2 separate regions of the Anser cygnoides genome follow, and region 2 is linked to region 1. Evidence: chromatin contacts called from public Hi-C data. All regions are on one chromosome and are shown on one strand. The core of a region is the stretch at or near the end of the contact, and the rest is flanking DNA. Distances in the headings are between cores, read along the strand shown. Region 1 overlaps POLR1A (RNA polymerase I subunit A). Region 2 overlaps ST3GAL5 (ST3 beta-galactoside alpha-2,3-sialyltransferase 5).

Region 1 (3,723 bases), core at 662-3,161:
GCAGCCTAACAAGCCAGGCATCCTCCCTGAACTGGGACTCTCAGTAGTGCAGAGGGACAAACCCTCAGACAATGCAGTATCAATGCAGCTTCTATCATTTTAGGAATTACATACATTTAACTATAAAAGGACCCTAGACTCTTATCGTTAAAAAAGCTAGAATGAGACAAGATTAATCCTATTCTCAGGGCCACTATGCACTGGTCTAACATAGTTAAGGTTCCTCAGATGTTAATAATTAATTCCTCTGGACTTTCCAGCTTGCACAGTAATGGAATAGAAAAAAATCTGTGATGCATGGAAAAAAAACCTTGTCTAGGGCATTTTCTACAGATTAAACAGAACTTGAATAATGAATTCTTCACAGAAGGCACTATAATCATCAGAATGATGAAAAAATGAAGAGACATAACTGTGAGCAATGTGGCAATTATAATAAAGGCCATCTTCAAAGATGCAAACAAAACCTACCATATACAGCAAACACATCTTTTATTTCCTTTATAAGGACCCTCAGGGCAGACTCAATACCGTAATGCTTAGCCATGGCATGAATATCATTGGAATAAAGCCTGTTCAGGTCCAAAATCTGAAAGACAAAAAAAACAAAACACAGATATAAACTAGCACAGTAACTACTCTATTTTTTCCAAGTAGCTTAAGCTAAGCTAAGCAAGCTAACGTAGTTTTTTTCCCTCCACCTTTCATTAGCTTAAACACCACCAAAAGTTGCACAAAAACAAGACAGTAGCTCAGAGCCAAATACAGACAAAAATGACACTGGAGATTTATGTTTAGGCAAGTGATCATTGTGGTTTATACACAGGTCGGAATCAAAATTCAGCACAGAAATAACTGACCTGAGTTTAGAAAACAAACAAACCAACTAACCATTCCTAGCAGCAGAAGGACATGTTGAAGTCTTCCAAGAAATGTAATGCCCAGTCTGTCTCAACCAACCAGAACTCTTAACAAAAGCAGTAGAAAATATGTAGCATAAAACAATCCTCTATTTGTAGAGTTATGGGCTAGATGGCATAACAGAACTATTCATCTCCAAGTACTGCAATTCATTTAGATGGAAGAATTCCCTCAAGTAACATTTATAGAGACAGTTACAAGCATAGTGTGGAATTATCTGTCATTAGATACTGGGCTGCTGCACAAAAAAACAATTTGCAATTTACCCTTGAGAAAAGGCTTCACTGAACTCTGAACGCAGCTGGGGGAAAAAAGGAGAAGGAAGGAAGCCTAAGAGCTGAAAAGGCTACACGTCAACCCTGCTAACACCTATCATCCACCCCCTCTCCGTAGAGCACAGAAGATCACTCCAGTTCAGGATTATAAATAGACTACGTACATCAGAGTATCTGAACAGCTCTGCAAGATTTATCCCTTCAGTATGCAGAATGAGTTCCTTCTCTCCTTGCTTATTGGTACTTTCATTCAACAAGCACCGGGTGATCCCCTTCACTTCATGGATGACCGTGTTTCGTGTCAGAGAGAGAAGCAAAGAGGAGAGATCGAAGTACGCCTTCATCAATGGAAGTGTCAAGGAAACCTAAAAAGAGAAAAAAACAAAAGTGGTGTTTTTCTGTAAAAACGCTTGAGCATTAGGCTCAATAACCTACTTCTTCTTAGGCAAAAAGCAGACAAATAGGATTATCCTAATTGTGTGTTTTAGGAACGTAAATGTCTGACTAGAATTATAGTCATAAATATATTTATTTATAAACAAACATGTCAATTGTCTTTTAAAAAAGTTTCATTGGGGTTTTGAAAGTCAGCTGTAAATAATTGCGTCAAGAAGAACATTTGTGCTGAGGCACGCACTTCCACTCCTCTGTACTAATAGGGGACTGCTGATGAGACAAAACAGCAGCACTCCACTGAAGAGAGCCCTGTTACAAGGGCTACGTGCAACTGTTGTGCAACCACACACAGCTGCTTCCAGGCACCACCAGCTTACCTCACACCAAAGTTCGTTTTCAGTGTCAAACGTGTAATCCTGAATTGACGGGTGACTGTTCAGAACAGCATTTATTCGCATCTCCGCTGACTTGAGTAATAGATTTCTCTCTTTTTTAGTCTGAGACGTAAAGGAAAGATGTTGAGGATCATCACCATCTGCTCCGTTCTGATCTCCTTCCTCAGCACCTTGAGCCCTCTCTTCTTTGTCTGATTCAACCTCTTCATCTTCTGGATTCTCAGCAACGTTTTCTTCCGCATTCTCTTCCTCACTCTCATAATCAACCTAAAAGAAACAATGATGTAATTACGTAGGCCAGAGCACATGCAGAAACAAACACACTATGAAGCAGTTTTATTCATGAATATTCTTGACAGATGAGTTGCAAGTACCTTGCCTATGACACAATGAAAATGTCATCCTGTTACAAAGAGAATACAGCAGGATTCAGTTCAGTCTCTATTTCTCTTGCTGTTATTTCTCGATGCAATCGTGGATGCTATAGCTTATTGCCACTGTGGCAGAATTATTATTATTATTTATTTTTTTAAGCCCCAAAAGGCTCTTCCCATAATCTAGCTTTGATGATTGGAGTCCCTCAGGATTTTACTCTTGCTGAAACTGCAGCTGACCATTCTTTGTACAATAATTATGAAGTAGTAAGCATGGAATGAACACTCACAGCCAGAATATTTATAACAACTACACTGTAGTTTTAAACACAACTAATGACGTGAAAATAGCAAGACATAAGGTTAAGTTGAACTACAGCACAGACAACCTGACGCATCTATCCAATAGCTGAAGAAGGGGGCTTTGAATAAAATCTGAAAGATCTCTTCCATCTCTAACTTGCACAGTTCTTTACTGCTCTTAAAAGAGTAATTAGTAAAATAAGAGTTCTTAAAGAACTACAGGGACCAGGCCCAACCATAATAAGCACATCACCAGAAGTCTCAGCCCACATTTCCTGCTACAGATTTCTCCCCCCATCCAAATTAAAACTGATCAGCACAAACCAATGACTTCCCTAAGCCTTTTACTTTATTATTATTGGCTTTCTTGCTGGCGTTTAGCTTCTATAGACATTATCCTTCTCAAACTCAGACCAAAACAGTGGAAACAGAATTCAAGTGCAGTACTGAGCACCTATGAAATCATTACCTCTTCTTCCTGGTTCTTCCTCCGTTTTGCTTCTGTAGCATCACCATCCCCTTCATCAGCTTCTGCATCAACAATCTTCTCTTCCTCTTCGGGAGCTTCCTGACTATTTTGTGCCTAGAAATCCATAACAGATGAGACAATCAGGCTGACTCTGCGGTAAAGCATGAACTGTATCCAAAGGCTTTAGGCAAACATTCGTAATTTAAAAATCCCCTGTCCATCTTTATGGCAGACATCCCCTGTTCTACCTTTAAGAACAAACTAATTTCTAAAATAACACTACTGTAAAAAACAAACAAAAAACCTCGTATTAGTGATAGCTGTCATGTTAAACCAGAATTTCTACAAAATATATAAGCTATTGCTCTGCTTATATGACAGTCCATATTGGGAAAAGGGTGGCAGAAGGAACATGCAAAAGCTTTTCAACGAATAAAGGACCTTCCCCCAAAGGTTTTGACAGGCAGTGCTGTGAAAGGATCTTGTTCTGATGGCAGAGAGTGCTAAGTTTTTATCTCAGTGCAACTAAAACAAGTATTATCACATGCTGAGAATGTGTAAGTAAATTAGGATTATATGAAACGACTATT
Region 2 (3,723 bases), core at 750-3,249, 64 kb before region 1:
ATCCAACCATTGGGCACTTCGACCACTAGCTGTCTTTGCTGCAGAATTCACAATGTATCCCACCAGTGAGGTCTTTAACAACTTTTTCTTTGACCAGTTTTTGCAGTAATTTTGTTTCGCCTGTCACATTGTGCATAGTTTGTCTGTTCATGGCAGCCATGCAGAGGTTGTTGTAATAGTGCAAAGGAGTACTGGGCTGATCGAGGTCATATCCAAATCCTGCTATGCTCACTTCATCACATAAATGCGTCGCTAAAATAACCGCCATGACCCCAATTGTGGGTACATTCTAAAAAGCAGGGAGGAAAAAAAAATGTTGAATTCAAATGGCTTCACATATTCTCCTTTACCAGTTTTATAACACTTTACAGTATTGAATAATTTGACTACTCCCTCTACTCATTTAAAAATTAATATCAATTAAAATAATAATCAGTTAAAATTAAAAAAATCAAGTAAAGATCAAGTGAAACTAAACATTTCAGGGCCAAATATCGATACAACTTGAGTATTTGCCTTTAGCAGTAATTTTGGCTTTCGATGCTACACTTTTTTCTGTGAACTGAAGGCAAGACACCCTATTACTAGGCAATTTAACAGCAAGTAAACTCTCACTCCAAACACTCAAACTGACAGGCAGTTACAACTTGGCATTGCTCGATACGTGCTTGCTTCAGTCTTGGACAACAAGCACTCCGGCAGTATTCTTCAGGAAACTACTTTTCACTGAACAGCCTCTGAAGGTGAGTATACTCCGATACACGTAGAAGATAAACAGCTTAGTATATTACATTATTTATAAATAAACATTCCAAGATGTGAAAATCCTTCAGAACATTTGTGCAGCATGTTACCATTAACAGCCTTCCCACAAAGTAAAAAGGCTACTGCTGTTCAGTACTTCTCATAGCTCAAGAGAACTACGGATGCCCAATTTGTCAAATAGTTGAAATTTAACAAAAATGCAGTGCTTAATTAAATCAGGCAATTCATCACTCCATCCCACTGCCAAAGCTGAGGACACAGCAGGAGGATATAGCAGTAGTTCACTGCAGTACTGCTGAGCACTAGGGCGTACGCAGCAATTCCCACAGTCAGAAGTACCTGCCAGAGGGAAGCCTGCTTTACGCTTCTCATCCTTTCCCCACTGCTGGAGACAGATCTGTCTGTAGGGAATCTCTGGATTGACTTAACAGGGCTGCTCTTAACACACCAGTCAATTAGATGTCTGTTTTGAATATTTAACACTGATCAAAATGATGTGTGAGTGAACACCCTACTGGAGTGAATTTGTGCCTTGCTGCATCCGGATGCTCTGTAAAGCAGGCCACCTCATGTCAGTGTGCACAGGCATAACGCCTCATCTGAAAAAGGTGAACTGAAATCCTGATTTGATTTTACACAAATAGAGAAAATGCAAGTCTTCTGAGAGACAGTTAATTTCCCATTACTTCAGACCAGCTGACATCCCACAGAACTATACTGAAAGAACCACCAAAACCTTTTTTCAGTTTCTTATTTTATTCTTTCATACAGTTTCTCTCCTAAAATGAAACTTCTTACCTTATCCCAACCCCAGAATATTGATCGAGGTTTGGGGAACTGTAAAATGTCCAGAGCTGTCTCTTTAACGATGACTGGATTCAGAATCCGAAACTGTTTTGATGTAAAAGGAATTTTCTTAGCAACCTCCTTCCAAAAGAAAAGTCGTATCCACAGAGACTAAGAGAAAGAAAAAAAAAAATAGTTCACCAAACGGAAACTCTGACACCATGAAGTGTACAGCAGACATGGGGCATGAGTTACAGAATTCACCACTGATACTGAGAAACTCAGGAAACAGCTTAGAGCTGATTTCGTTCAGAAATACCAGCATACTGTTCGAGCGATTGGCTTAGAAGAGGAAAAACCTTCAAAGTATTTGGAATTGCAGAGGGTAGCAGGGGGAAAGTTTGCTTATTCTGAATATTTGACTGAGCTTGGTGTTTAGTCAGTCAACATATCCACCAGCTCCTCCAGGTTCTCTGGACCCTCCCCAGCACAACCGAGCAGCAGCAGTATTTGAAGAAATGGGAAAGGGAATCAGTTTTCCACAAACATTAACCAGGTCGTTCTGAAGCGAGCGCTGGACTTAAAACAACTGCTCGGGCTTTGAAGTGAACAGCTGTTGTTTGACAACATCCACCTAGTGATAAATGTACCACTTCAGAAGAGGATTTACACTAGACTCAGCAAACTAGTCTCTGATCTCATGCCATGTGCAGTCAATTAGATGCATACGAATGAAAAAAAACACACACACCTAGATCAGGCTCGTTTTACAGATCTCTCCACATAACATGTAACACTACACATATGATAAAAACTGACATAGCTCCAACACAGGTCTGTGTTTTATAAACAGGCTTTTTTCCTGCTCCAAGGTACAACTCCACAACAGCTTAAACTGATGTAGTAGGTAAAAAAAAAAAAAATACGTATTTTGCTGTGGTCCCATCTTTCTACCTGTGCTCTGAACGCTTCAGTAAAGTACCAGTGCCTGCACAGGAAGCTGATCCAACTGAAAGCCTAATATTTGAAACAATAAGTAAAAACATTCAGCTTCCAGAGCAGTTCCCAAAACTGGCTCTCTGTAACAGCAAAAACACCAGAACAAGGAAAAAGGTGGGAATGGACAGACACTGATGGGGACAGAGCAGAGACATGGCAGTCTGGTCTTGAATTCTGGTTAATTTAAGTTGCTTTGCAGCAACCCCAGCAATCCCATTTCCTTATGCTCCTTTTCAGCACAAATACAAACATCGTGTTTAGTCATCTACAGCATGTGAACAGTAACAAGGAAAGAGCTTGGAAAAAGAGCAGGATGACAAGCCTAACAGAGCAGGACAAGGAGACTGGGACCAGACACCAGAAGACCTGGTACGGGGATAGCCCTGGGTTTTTTATTCTCCTCTTCAATTGGGTATTTACATAACATTGATGCATATGAACCCAGTTCTGCTCCTAAGACAGGCAACTCAATAAAAGGTACCTCTTTCATAAAACATATACTTGAACTCACTGACAGAGGATGTTGTAGATGCCAAAAAGCAACCATACTTTCATTCCCCAAAAAATAGATTTTAATTCAAAAAGGTGTCCTCGTACTAGTCATTCTTGAAAAACAAATCTTTCAAACATGAAATAGCCAGACAGCTTGTACAACAAGAGAGGGATTCAACTTAAGTCAGAAAGTTGCTGGTTGGCAAAATTACCACGCTCCTGCAGGACCAACAGGGCAGACCAACATTGTCTTGTCCCTGGTAAAAAAAAATCATTAGACAGCAGCAGCTCTTAAATTTGCACTCAGGAATATCTCCTCTATAAAAAACATACCCTGGTTATTCAAAACAAGGCAATATCCCTGGACTAAAGCAGTAGTAGATAGTCATAGCCAATATTAAACAGGCCTTCCATATGCCTTCATGTCATAAAAAAAATAAATCACAGAATTAAAAAGGGAACTTGGAGTACCTAAACTGTTATGCATCATATTGTTAAGAAATTTGACAGCCTTTCTTCTCTATCTCAAAAATGTATAGCGGTTGTTTCCAATCTGTGGACAGAAAACCCTAGCTAGGGGTTTTCAACTTATGGAAACTACCTGCCTGCAAACTGAAAGAGGCAAAAACCAACAGTTTAAAGAGTTTGGAAACACAGCTCTCTTCTATCAGTTCCTTAGGA

What was found. Hi-C and Micro-C count contacts between places; a contact is called where the count stands out from the background.
Region 2: a contact with region 1 is called in a Hi-C map of fetal liver, with 2.2 times the contacts expected there. The contact joins two enhancer-like sites. A contact is called at or near these places in 4 of 7 Hi-C or Micro-C datasets (fetal liver, granulosa cells and liver).

The regions. Positions count from the first base shown.
Region 1 is chr4:6,343,434-6,347,156 of Taihu_goose_T2T_genome, reverse strand. It overlaps POLR1A (RNA polymerase I subunit A), which reads right to left. Exons shown (of 34, transcript XM_048047789.2): 29 at 3,134-3,247; 30 at 1,970-2,254; 31 at 1,361-1,561; 32 at 472-589. Among named protein-coding and RNA genes, the nearest start is that of POLR1A, 27 kb to the right of the region's middle. Within about 2 kb of position 1,911, at least 2 of the 3 cell types and tissues checked have open chromatin away from gene starts, as enhancers often do. A contact at or near this core is called in fetal liver, where this site is marked.
Region 2 is chr4:6,407,292-6,411,014 of Taihu_goose_T2T_genome, reverse strand. ST3GAL5 (ST3 beta-galactoside alpha-2,3-sialyltransferase 5) reads right to left here. Exons shown (of 7, transcript XM_066995575.1): 6 at 1,564-1,722; 7 at 1-289. The coding sequence ends at 26. Among named protein-coding and RNA genes, the nearest start is that of ST3GAL5, 22 kb to the right of the region's middle. Within about 2 kb of position 1,999, at least 1 of the 3 cell types and tissues checked has open chromatin away from gene starts, as enhancers often do. A contact at or near this core is called in fetal liver, where this site is marked.